Linked DNA regions of Capra hircus: region 2 is linked to region 1. The links are chromatin contacts, called in public Hi-C maps. All regions are on one chromosome and are shown on one strand. The core of a region is the stretch at or near the end of the contact, and the rest is flanking DNA. Distances in the headings are between cores, read along the strand shown.

The links. Hi-C and Micro-C count contacts between places; a contact is called where the count stands out from the background.
Region 2: a contact with region 1 is called in a Hi-C map of liver, with 5 times the contacts expected there. The contact joins two enhancer-like sites. A contact is called at or near these places in 3 of 5 Hi-C or Micro-C datasets (blood and liver).

Annotation. Positions count from the first base shown.
Region 1 is chr11:9,616,587-9,622,617 of ARS1.2, reverse strand. HK2 (hexokinase-2) reads left to right here. Exons shown (of 18, transcript XM_018054976.1): 5 at 1-46; 6 at 814-913; 7 at 1,252-1,435; 8 at 3,920-4,075. Among named protein-coding and RNA genes, the nearest start is that of POLE4, 45 kb to the right of the region's middle. Within about 2 kb of position 3,262, at least 2 of the 5 cell types and tissues checked have an H3K27ac peak or open chromatin away from gene starts, as enhancers often do.
Region 2 is chr11:9,812,356-9,818,386 of ARS1.2, reverse strand. No RefSeq gene overlaps it. Among named protein-coding and RNA genes, the nearest start is that of SEMA4F, 32 kb to the left of the region's middle. Within about 2 kb of position 2,711, at least 1 of the 5 cell types and tissues checked has an H3K27ac peak or open chromatin away from gene starts, as enhancers often do.

The DNA.
Region 1 (6,031 bases), core at 2,013-4,512:
GAAAGATGTGGTTACTCTGATCCGGAAGGCCATCCAGAGGAGAGGGGTGAGTAGGGGCAGCAGAGCGAGATCCCGGGGCTTGGGGTCTGGAGGCCCTTTGCATTCTTTTGAGTCCACTCAGAAGTCTTGCCTTGTCTGTCCTCAAACTGGCATGAGCATTTTTTGTGGGTCTTAAGGAGAGGTTTTCTTTTCTTCTCTGTTATGTCACCCCAAAATCTTTGGGTTACTTTTTTTCTCAATTTTATTGAGAGTTAGCTCCCAATAAAGCGTAAGTTTAAGGTATGCTGCACAGTGACACGTCTATATATTGAGTGACAATTAGCACACCAGTGATCTGATATATGATCAGATGCCTTTGGGGTCTTTAGGTTAGCATGATAGGCAACTAATCTTAGCCTTGGTGAAAGCAAACCCTCATTTTCAAATAAGAAGTTTGGGATTTATGTTGGCATCAGGGTGGAATAGGGCAGAGAAAGGACATGATAAAGGTCTAGTCACAGAAGGGCAAGACCTACTGGGAGGGAGGGAGAGATAGAGAAAGGAAAGAAGAAAGAGAATGAGAAGAAGACAATGATAACAAGACAGGCTCTTCTTCGCGTAGTAATGCGAACTAGACTGCAGGCCTGCTGTGAGGGAAGTCCTCTGTGATGAAGACCAGTGGGGTGGGAAGTGAGATGCTGTCGTTAGACTGGATCTGGACCCAACTTCCAGCTCTAGCCCTGCACTTGAGCCGTGTGTCTTATTACTCTTTCTCTTCACATCTGTAGTCTTTCTGTGACAGTGAAAGTTAGAGTCCCCCTTTTATCCCTGCAGGACTTTGATATTGATATTGTGGCTGTAGTGAATGATACCGTTGGGACCATGATGACCTGTGGCTATGATGACCAGAACTGTGAGATTGGTCTCATTGTGGGTACGTGAACACTGCGTGTGAGCATTGTGGGTGTGTGAACACAGTGCTGGCCAATGGATGGCGGGTGTGGGCTGCAAAGAGAGGAGGAGTCCATGGCCTGGATCTTCCTTTGTCCTTCCTGTTAGAAGATAATGGTGTGGTCACTTTTGAGGGCTAAGCCTGGACTTGAGGAGTTGTGGGTGGTAGTGGGTAGTATGTCGAGATGCCCCAGGAGCCTCCAGGGAGGAATCCCATTCACACTGAGCGGTCTGAGGACAGAGTTTTAAGAGGGAGATGGGGGCTGGGGGCTGGGGGAGGACAGTGTGAGCGGGTGCTGAGCATTCTCTTGTTTTGTGCAGGCACGGGCAGCAACGCTTGCTACATGGAAGAGATGCGCCACATTGACACAGTGGAAGGCGATGAGGGCCGGATGTGTATCAATATGGAGTGGGGGGCCTTTGGGGATGACGGCGCGCTTGATGACATCCGTACGGAGTTTGACCAGGAGATCGACATGGGCTCTCTGAACCCCGGGAAGCAACTGTGAGCGGCCCCCTGTGTGCAGTGGGCTCAAGGGTTGGACTCAGGAGCTGAGGTGGCAGCTGGCCAGGGCGAGGGGGTGGTTCTTATTTTTACTTCACATATAGCCACTAAAGTTACCAGGGCACCCACTGCTTATGGAAATGTGCTTATTACATATACTGTGACTGTCAGTTGCTGAGAGCTGTCTGCAAACGATAGAACAAGTGGAAAAACCAGATTATGGCTACTAATTTGACTCTCAAGAGTGGTCATTTTAGAAGATCGTATTCTAAGCATGCTGCCCTGCTCTTTCTCTCTGCCTTCAGTCTGTACGTAGTCCACAGAAACCATTTGTGCACCGCATAAGAAAAGCCATGTTGAGATAGCAAAGATAAGGGCTCTGAAACCTCATTTCATAGCTTCCACCTCTGTCACTGCCCAGGGCATGAGGCTGAGAGTTGGCTCCTAATTGCTGCCTATTATGAGCTAGGCTGAGTTGCAAGAGTCCCAGGGCCTCTTGCTATAGCTGTAGGCAGACTCAGGCCTGTAGAAAAGTTGGTTAAGGAGCCCCTTTGGCTGCCTTCTCTGGACCTGTGGGCCAACCAGGGTCCTTGAGTGGACTGGAGGAGGGGCTCTAACTTTTTTAACAGCCCCTGGATGTTATGTTCTCCAATCTGGTCAGACTTAGATTTTGGTTACTTCTGACTCTTACAAAACATTATTTCAATCTCACAAACATTTGCCTAATGTCCTTATTAAAGATCTTGAAACAGGGATTGCCACAAGCTCTAAAGGCAATTACAAAACATTTTGAGCAATTAAGTCCTCTCTGGCCCTTTTTTTGTGGGATCTTAGTTCCCTGGCCAGGGACTGAACCAGGGCCCTCAGCCCAGAATGCTCGGAGTCCCAACAACTGTACTGCCAGGGAATTCCTAGGCCCTCTATGGTCTTATTGGTGCTGTGACTGATGTAGGAAATCTGGTACTTACCCCTGCTTGGAGAGGAAAATCCAACCTTATAAACCAGCTTTATAGGAGAATCTTTCGTTCTACAGGGAGGTGTCCTTGCTTCCTCAAAGCACAGCTTATTTAAGTCACAAGCTTCTCTCACATGTTGAAAAGTGAGTGAGTCCATTCATAGAGTACTGGCTGTGTCTGCCACGGCTGGTGAGAAATTCATGGACTAAAAAAACTGCTCAACAAACAAACAAACGAAAAAGGCTGGGAGGCCATATTGCCAGTGCATCAGCTGTCCCTGCAGTTATTGCTGGGCTTGAATACCAACTTTTTCCTCACTCGTTATGTTTCTAAATAAACATGTTCCAAACACTGAAACAAAGTGCTTTTAAAACCTGAGATAAAAACCTTTACCACTCACACTTCAGAGCCCCACTGGCCCCCTCCATTATCTCTCACAGAACCAGCTACGTTGGAGAAGGTATAGAAGTAGACACATGAGTTCCTTGCTGCCGAAGCTGGGCTGCCTCTCCGGCAGCGTGCGTGTGCTGGTGCTTAAACATTTCCAACATACCTCCTGCTCAAGCAGCTTTGCCAGCTCTCCACTCAGCTCTAGTTCTGCCATACCTGTTTTTGGGTCTTGGGCAAGTCACTTCCTGAGGGCCCGGCTTCTTCTCTTGTAGTTTGCACCAGGTGACTTCGGAATTTCTTCCACACCCTGCTCTGGGCCTTCTCTGAAGGCCCTGTGTGGGACCTAGATCCTTTCCAAGATACCATGAAAGGACCTTTTTTTTTTTTCATTTTTTTGGCTAGAAAGAATTGCAAGGGCTTGGTTTCGACTGTCATATATCTAAGCCAGAAAGACTGTCTTATAAAGAAAACAGTGTCACCTAGTGTTGAAAAAATAAATTACCCTACTTCCCTCTCCGCTATCTTGTCACCTTCCTGCTCAGAAACTGCCAACATGTCTCACTTCCAGATTCCCCAAACCATGTGACACTTAAGAGCTCCTTCTCATTTGACCCTATTCTTGCCCAATCCCCCTTCCATCCCACGTTGTTCTGTTTTCTCAGGAAGCCACAAATGGCCTGCAAGGGGAAGGAAGTTTGAGGTGATGAGTTGCTAGCCCTGTGCTCCCAAATTTAATTAGAGTGACCTGTGGGTTTTTTTTTTTTTTGCTTGAGATAAATACTGAAGTTTTGCATAAGAATTCATTTTAAAAGAGCATTTCCTTGCCAGAGAAAAAGTTTATTAAATTCAAGCTTTGGTAGAGTGTCCCACACTCCCTGGATGTTTGATTTGGCTGCTAAAGGACCCTCCTTCTCCATAGTTCGAGGCCCACCTGCCTGCAGAGACAGCCTAAGCTCCCAGTGCCTCCAAGCCCATTTGTGCCCAGCTGTCACTTCTCTACACATCTCCCTCCTAGTCAGTGCCACACAAGTTTGCACTTTGTTCTGCATAGGCGCCGTGTGTGCATGCCGCTTCCACAAGGACGTGTCGAATTTACTGGCAGCAGAGACTCATTTTTTTGCTGTATCTCTCTCTGCAGATTTGAGAAGATGATCAGTGGAATGTACATGGGGGAACTGGTGAGGCTTATCCTGGTGAAGATGGCCAAGGAGGAGCTGCTCTTTGGGGGGAAGCTCAGCCCTGAACTTCTTGCCACAGGCCATTTTGAGACCAAAGATGTTTCAGATATTGAAGGGTAAGCTTTGGGTCCTTCTCTGTTTGCTGGGACCTCAGAAGGGTGGACAGATGGCTGGGGAATGAGGAAGAAGCTCAGGCTGTTGACCCTTCAGATGTGGACAGCAGGAGGGTCTCACCCAGCGTGAGGCCTTGGCCTCACATGGCAGGCCTATGGCTTGATGTCACTTGCCAGATATTTTCCCCTTGTGTCTGTTTTGAATGTGCCGACGACCAGAGTGACTCATGGTGCTGGGGAGAGCTGGCCCCCATGCAAGGACTTTCACTTTTGCAGTCGAGTTCCTGCCTGGCACAGGGACCTCAGCTTTATGCTAGAGGCTCCCTGTGGACCCTTCAATGATTCATTTTCATCTACTTCTCTTTTCCTGAAGCCCTGGCATTTCATTCCCTTTTGTTGTTTAGTCGCTAAGTGGTGTCTGACCCTCTGCGACTCCATGGACTACAGCATGCAGACTTCCCCGTCTTTCACTATCTCCTGGAGTTTGCTCAAACTCATGTCCATTGATTCAGTGATGCCATCCAACCTTCTCATCCGCTGATGCCCCCTTCCTCTCCTGCCCTCAGTCTTTCTCAGAATCAGGGGCTTTTCCCATGAATTGACTCTTCACATCAGGTGGCCAAAGTATTGGAGCTTCAGCATCAGTCCTTCCAATGACTATTCAGGACTGATTTCCTTTAGGATCGACTGGTTTGATCTTGCAATCCAAGGAACTCTGAAGAGTCTTATCCAGCACCACAATTTGAAAGCATCAATTCTTCAGCACTCAGCCTTCTTTATGATCCAACTGTCACATCTATACATGACTACTGGAAAAACCATAGGTTTGATTATATGGACCTTTGTCTGCAAAGTCATATTTCTGCTTTTAATAGGCTGTCTGGGTTTGTGATAGTTTTTCTACCAAGGAGCAAGTGTCTTTCAATTTGATGGCTGCGGTCACCATCTGCAGTGATTTTGGAGCACAAGAAAATAAAATCTGCCACTGTTTTCATTTCTTTGCCCATCTATTTGCCATGAAATGATGGGACTGGATGTTATGATCTTTGTTGTTTGAACGTTGAGTTTTAAGCCAGCTTTTCCACTCTCCTCTTTCACCTTCATCAAGAGGCTCTTTAGTTCCTCTTTGCTCTCTGCCATTAGGATGGGACCATCTGCATATCTGAGGTTATCGATATTTCTCCCAGCAATCTTGACTTCAGCTTGTGATTCATCCAGCCTGGCATTTCACATAATGTACTCTGCATAGAAGTAAAATAAACAGGGTGACAATATACAGTCTTGACGTACTCTTTTCCCAGTTTTGAACCAGTCTGTTGTTCTATGTCCAGTTCTAACTGTTCCTTCTTGACCTGCATACAGGTTTCTCAGGAGGCAGGTAGGTGGTCTGATATTCCCATCTCTTTAAGAATTTCCACAGTTTGTTGTGATCCACACAAAGGCTTTAGCATAGTCAATGAAGCAAAAGTACATATTTTTCTGGAATTTCCTTGCGTTTTCTATGATTCAACAGGTGGCAATTTGATCTCTGATTCCGCTGCCTTTCCTAAATCCAGGTTGTACATTTGGAAGTTCTTGGCTCACATACTGTTGAACCTAGTTTGAAGGATTTTGAGCCTTATCTTGCTAGCATGTGAAATGAACACAATTGTATGATAGTTTGAGCATTCTTTGGCATTGCCCTTCTTTGGGATTGGAATGAAAACTGACCTTTTCCAGTCCTGTGGCCATTGCTGAGTTTTCCAGGTTTGCTGGCATATTGAGCCCAGCACTTTCACAGCATCATCTTTCAGGATTTGAAATAGCTCAGCTGGAATTCCATCACCACCACTAACTGTAGTGATGCTTCCTAAGACCTACTTAACTTCACCTCGAGGATGTCTGGCTCTAGGTGAGTGACCACACCATCGTGGTTATCTGGATCATTAAGACATTTGCCCAACTCTTAAGTGAAGTCCT
Region 2 (6,031 bases), core at 1,462-3,961, 200 kb before region 1:
CAAAAAGTGGGCAAAGGACCTAAACAGACATTTCTCCAATAAAGACATCCAGATGGCTAATAAACACATGAAAAGATGCTCAACATCACTCATTATTAGAGAAATGCAAATCAAAACCACAATGAGGCATCATCTCACATGGTCAGAATGGCCACCATCAAAATGTCTACAAATGATAAATGCTGGAGAGGGTATGGAAAAAGGGAACCCTCTTACACCGTCGGTAGAGTGTAAATTGGTACAGCCACTATGGAGAACAGTCTGAAGATTCCTTAAAGTCCTGGGGATAGGACTGCCATATGACCCAGCAATTCCACTGCTGGGCATATACCTTGAGGAAACCAGAAATGAAAGAGACACATGTACCCAGTGTTCATTTGTAGCACTGTTTACAATAGTTAGGACATGGAAGCAACCTAGATGTCCATTGGCAGATGAATGGATAATGAAGTTATGGATGCAATGAAATATTACTCAGCTATAAAAAGGAACATGTTTGAGTCAGTTCTAACGAGGTGGATGAATCTAGAGCTTATACAGAGTGAAGTGAGTCAGAAAGAGAAAGACAAATTCTGTATATTAATGCATATATATGGAATTTAGAAAGATGATATTGATCCTACTTGCAGAGCAGCAAAGTAGACACAGACATAAAGAAGACATAAAGACATAATGTGGACACAGACATAAAAGCAGAGATGTTACTTTGCCGACAAAGTTCCGTCTAGTCAAGGCTATGGTTTTTCCAGTGGTCATGTATGGATGTGAGAGTTGGACTATGAAGAAAGCTGAGTGCCAAAGAATTGATGCTTTTAAACTGTGGTGTTGGAGAAGACTCTTGAGAGTCTCTTGGACTGAAAGGAGATCAAACCAGATAATCCTAAAGGAAATCAATCCTGAATATTCATTGGAAGGACTGATGCTGAAGCTGAAGCTCCAATACTTTGGCCACCTGATGCCAAGAGCCGACTCATTAGAAAAGACTGTGATTCTGGGAAAGATTGAAGGCAGGAGGAGAAGGGGACAACAGAGGGTGAGATGGTTGGATGGTATCACCGACTCAAGGGACATGAGTTAGAGTAAACTCTGGGAGATGGTGAAGGACAGGGAAGCCTGCGGGAAGTGCTGCAGTCCATGGGGTCGCAAAGAGTCGGACACAACTGAGCAACTGAACAACTGAACAACAGTAACAGCAGAGAATTATGTTGCTTCTGGCAACACCCAATCTAGAGCAAAGCCCTGTGTCCTTAAACCCTCCTGCAAGCCCCCAACACAAGTGTGAGTAAGTTCCTCCTGACAGCCTGTTACTGAGACGCCCCATAGTTGCCCATGCCGTGTATTCTCTCCCTCTCTAGAGTGATAAACCCAACTACCACCGTGTTCCTGGTAATCTCTGGCTGGAGGTCAAGGGCAAACGGTCCAGTCCATTATTGTTTGTAATAGATATATACTGCCATTGTTACAGAAATATGTAGAATAATACATACCAAGCTGTTGTTAATGGTGAGAGATTTTACAAAACCTGGTGAGGGATTTTACTTTACTTTTTTTTTTTTTTTTTTTTTTTGAGAGGAGAGGAGAAGAAAAGAGAAGAAAGGAAAGAAGAAAGAGAAGAATGAGGAGAGAATGATGGTGGTCGTGGCAGTGGCTCTAAATGAAGTATTAAGTGTTGATGATGTTATTGGACTATATTTTCTTTTTAAAATTTTCTACAATTAATATACATTACATTCGAGTGAAAAACAATAGAAGTTACTTTTAAATGGAAGAAAATTGTGATTTTCTTCTAAGGAAAATACTATGTGGCTCTTTAAAATTGTTCAAATAATTAAAAATTTAATAATAGCTAATTGATTTGCAATGTTGTGTTAGTTTTAAGTACAAAAAAGTGATTCAATTATGCATATACATGTATGTATATATATTTTTCAGACTTCCCTGGTGGCGCAGATGGTAAAAGCGTCTGTCTACCATGCGGGAGACCCGGGTTCCATCCCTGGGTTGGGAAGATCCCCTGGAGAAGGAAATGGCAATCCACTCCAGGACTATTGCCTGGAAAATCTCATGGACAGAGGAGCCTGGTAAGCTACAGTCCATGGGGTCACAAAGAGTCGAACACGACTGAGCGACTTCGCTATATATATTTCAATTCTTTTCCATTATAGTTTATTACAAGATATAGAATATGGTTTCCTGTGCTATACAGTAAATCCTTGTTATTTATCTGTTTTATATATAGTAGTGTGTATAGGTTAATCCCAAATTCCTAATCTACCACTCCCTACCCACTATCCCCTTTGGTAACAAAAATTTGTTTTCTATGTCTGTGAGTCTATTTCTGTTTTGCAAATAAGTTTATTTATATATATTTTTTAGTTTCCACATATAAGTGATATCATATGATATTTGTCTTTATCTGTATGACTGACTTCACTTAAAACAGTAATTTCTGGGTCCATCCATGTTGCTGCAAATGGCGTTATTTTGTTCTTTTTTATGGCTGAATAGTATTATAAATGCCACATCTTCTTTATCCATTCATATATCGATGGACACTTGGGTTACTTCCATGTCTTGGTTATTATAAATAGTGTTGCTATGAAAAAAATTAATTTGTGCAATGGTATTTTGCGCCTGTTTGAAGGCTTTCCGTATTCCAAATCAGTTGCAGTACCAGACAAAGTACAGTAGGTGCCGCTATTTCCCAGAGAGCTGCATATTGTTAACGAAGTCCTCTTTGAGCAGTGCTCATTGTAAACCAATTATCTATCTGCCAGATATAGCTAATCTCTAACTCTGAGTACTATGTACTTGTAATTTTCCTTCCTCTCCTCATTTTATTCCATGACTCAGTCTCGGTAAGAGAAATTACTGTAGTAAAACATACTCTTTATTGCTTTTCACATATACATCCTATCTTTACAGGAATCATTTGAAGTACTGCAGGCAGGTAGTATATACTCCAGTGTACAGAGGAGGAAACTGAAGTTAACCAGGAAACTTAAGTCATCAACAGTTCATTGGTTCAGGTTTCTTTCCCCTCCATTGGCTAGTTCTAGAAACTTGCACATGTATAGCAAAACAGCACTATTTGTGCTTTAAATATATCAGTATATTGAAGTATCAATAGTAAAAGTACATTCAAATCAGTTTCCAAGAACTGACATCCGGATGATGAGAACTGACCCATGTTGCTTGTGCAGTGTGGTTGTGTAAAAGCTCCTGATGGATTTACTGCAAAGCGGAGCCCTGAAATTTGGGCAAGTAGGCAGCCTTTAGTAGTCTGCGACTTCTTTGTAAGCACCTGGTAGGCTATGGGGTCACAAAGAGTCGGACACTACTGAAACGACTTAGCAGCAGCAGGAGCAGCAGCAGCAGGCATCCTTGGGGAGCATGCTGAATGTAACTCATGTTTGTGTGGGCTACGAGTTACACTGTAAACATCCATTATTGTGCTTTGTGGTAATATCTGATACATAGAGTTCTTGCTTTTTCCTTCTGAGGGTCTACATTTTCCCAAACCTCACATGCAGTTCTTCTTGGGTTATCACTTCCTGATGCCTGCCTTGTAGTTGCTATTTTCCCCTTTTCTAGTTTGCTTTACCTCAAGTGTTATGGAATTATAAATCAAATACCCAGGTTAGGTAGAAATGACTATGAAGTTAGCAAGTTCAAAGCGAATCTATTTGAAGGCATTTGAATTTGTGTGTTACTTACTGGGTCAAACTGATAGGGACTTGGTTCTGGAGAGATGCGGGTTGACTATGCCAAGTTTTTCAAAAATCCCAATAATCAACACCAGTCTTGATTTCAGTCTACTGAGTTACCCTAGGACTTGCTCTTTCACTTCAATGCTGTAGCGATTTGAAGGGTGTGCTCCAGTCTGGGGTGAGGATATCTAGCCTTATAGAGCTGGCCTGACAACCTCTGATGGCCTGGTGGGTTCTGGACCAGGAGGAAAGCTGGTGGAGTATGGGGTGAGTAAAAGGTAGAAGAGGCTGAGGGGAGGGGCTGCTAGATTACGACTCAGGTTGAAACAGGGAGTTGCAGATGATCCAGTCCTCTTCCTAGCAAGCACTGAGACCCACTAGGGGCCTTCTTACAACCTCCAGGGTGCAGAATGGAGGACTGGATGAACCACATATGCCAGACAATGTCTATGTACGATGAGGTGGGCAGTGGCAGATGCAGAGTTCAGACACAAAATTGTGGCCACTAGGAATGAGGTAGCAGGAGGGACCCAACCGACTATCTGAGGTACCTGGCTGGGGCACAGGTGGGGAACACTTAAGGTCTCCAAGAAACCTAGGATGAGGTTACTGGACCTGGCATGCTCTGCCCATGACCTTCAGCCCAGAAGTGGGGCAAAGAAGCCCGGTATATGCCACTGCCAGAATGGTTTCCAAATCCACCTACTGATGAGGCAAAGACTTCTGCTGGATGACTGCAAGGAAGAGTCCTCTCAACTTTGGGCAAGGTGGGCAGCCTTAGAGGGTTGGAAATTCTTTGCAAATAGATTAGATGGGGCAGGACTATGGGCAGGTGCTGACACCATGGGCCATAGCCACTTGGGGAATCAGGCCCAGGGCTAGGTCTTTCTGGAACCCATGGATCTGGGCCTCTCCAGGGGGAAGGGACCAGGCAGAACAGACCAATTTTGGTAAGTAGGGAAGTGGCCTTAGGTCACAAACACTAATCACTTTAGGAAAAAAACAGCTCATCCTTTGAAATGAATTTTTCATGCATGCCCAATGTGCATGTGTTTGTGGGTAAATGAGATTCATTGTTTTTTTCCCCATTATACAAATATGCTTATTACAGTATAAAACATTCAGAAAATACAGAAAAGTATAAAAAATAAGTATCACCTGGAATCCCACTGTATCTTGCCAGAAATATTATCTCTAAATATGTTTTGGTAAATTTCCTTTCAGTCTTCTCTCTCTCTTTCTCTCTCTCTCTCTATATATATATATATATTCAATATATATGGGCTTCCCTTGTGGCTCAGCTAGTAAAGAATCCACCTGCACGGTGGGAGACCTGGGTTCGATCCCTGGATTGGGAAGATCCCCTGGATAAGGGACGGGCTACCCACTCCAGTATTCTGGCCTGGAAAATTCCATGGACTGTATAGTCCATGGGGTCGCAAAGAGTCAGACACGACTGAGCAACTTTCACTTCAATATGTATATATATTCAACGTAAGTATATAAATATAGATTTAATGAAATCATATGATAATGCTTTTTGTATCTTGTTTCTTCCACTTGATAGTATATCTTGGACACTTTTCCACAATAACATATGTAGTTCTACACCATTATTTTAATAGCTGCATAAGATTCTTTTGCTTGATATTTCTTTTTTTAATGAGCCCTCTATTGATTAACATCATATCTTCTTAGAATAATGATAAATTTATTATTTCAGCACATTGACTACAACTTCCAAAACAAGCCCAGATACAGCTCATTCTTGACCTGAATCTGATTTTAATAGCAGTGCCTTTAAGAATTCACCATTTTTTTTCACTTTTTTTGTTGGTTTCTAATACATTTATAGTATTAAGGGAGTCTCCTATATCTCAAACACTAACAGGGTTGTATATTTTTCTTTTAGGAGAATCACGATGGATGTTGAATGGGGTCAAATACCTTTCCATCATCCATTAACATGGTACAGATTTTCCCCTTTAGCCTGCTAATGTCCTAGTGCTGAGAATACCTTGGTTTCTTGGAATGAATCCTGTCTTCGTGATTTTGCAGCCTGGGAAGGGGAAGTTGCTGCTCTTGAAAGTTTCATAAAAAAGGCTGCATGTTTCAAGCCGTGTGCAAACCCCACTCTTTTCATGGACTGCTGCGTGTGTGTTAGAATGACTTGGGAAGCATTCAGCCTTTTAGTGATAGATAATTAGACAGGAAAAATCTGACTCAGATAAGCAGAGTTTAGATAACTTGGCAACAATCTATTCCTGGGTTTGATAAAACAGCACCAGCAAAGACAGTTGGGGCTGGAATTCTCCCAAGTA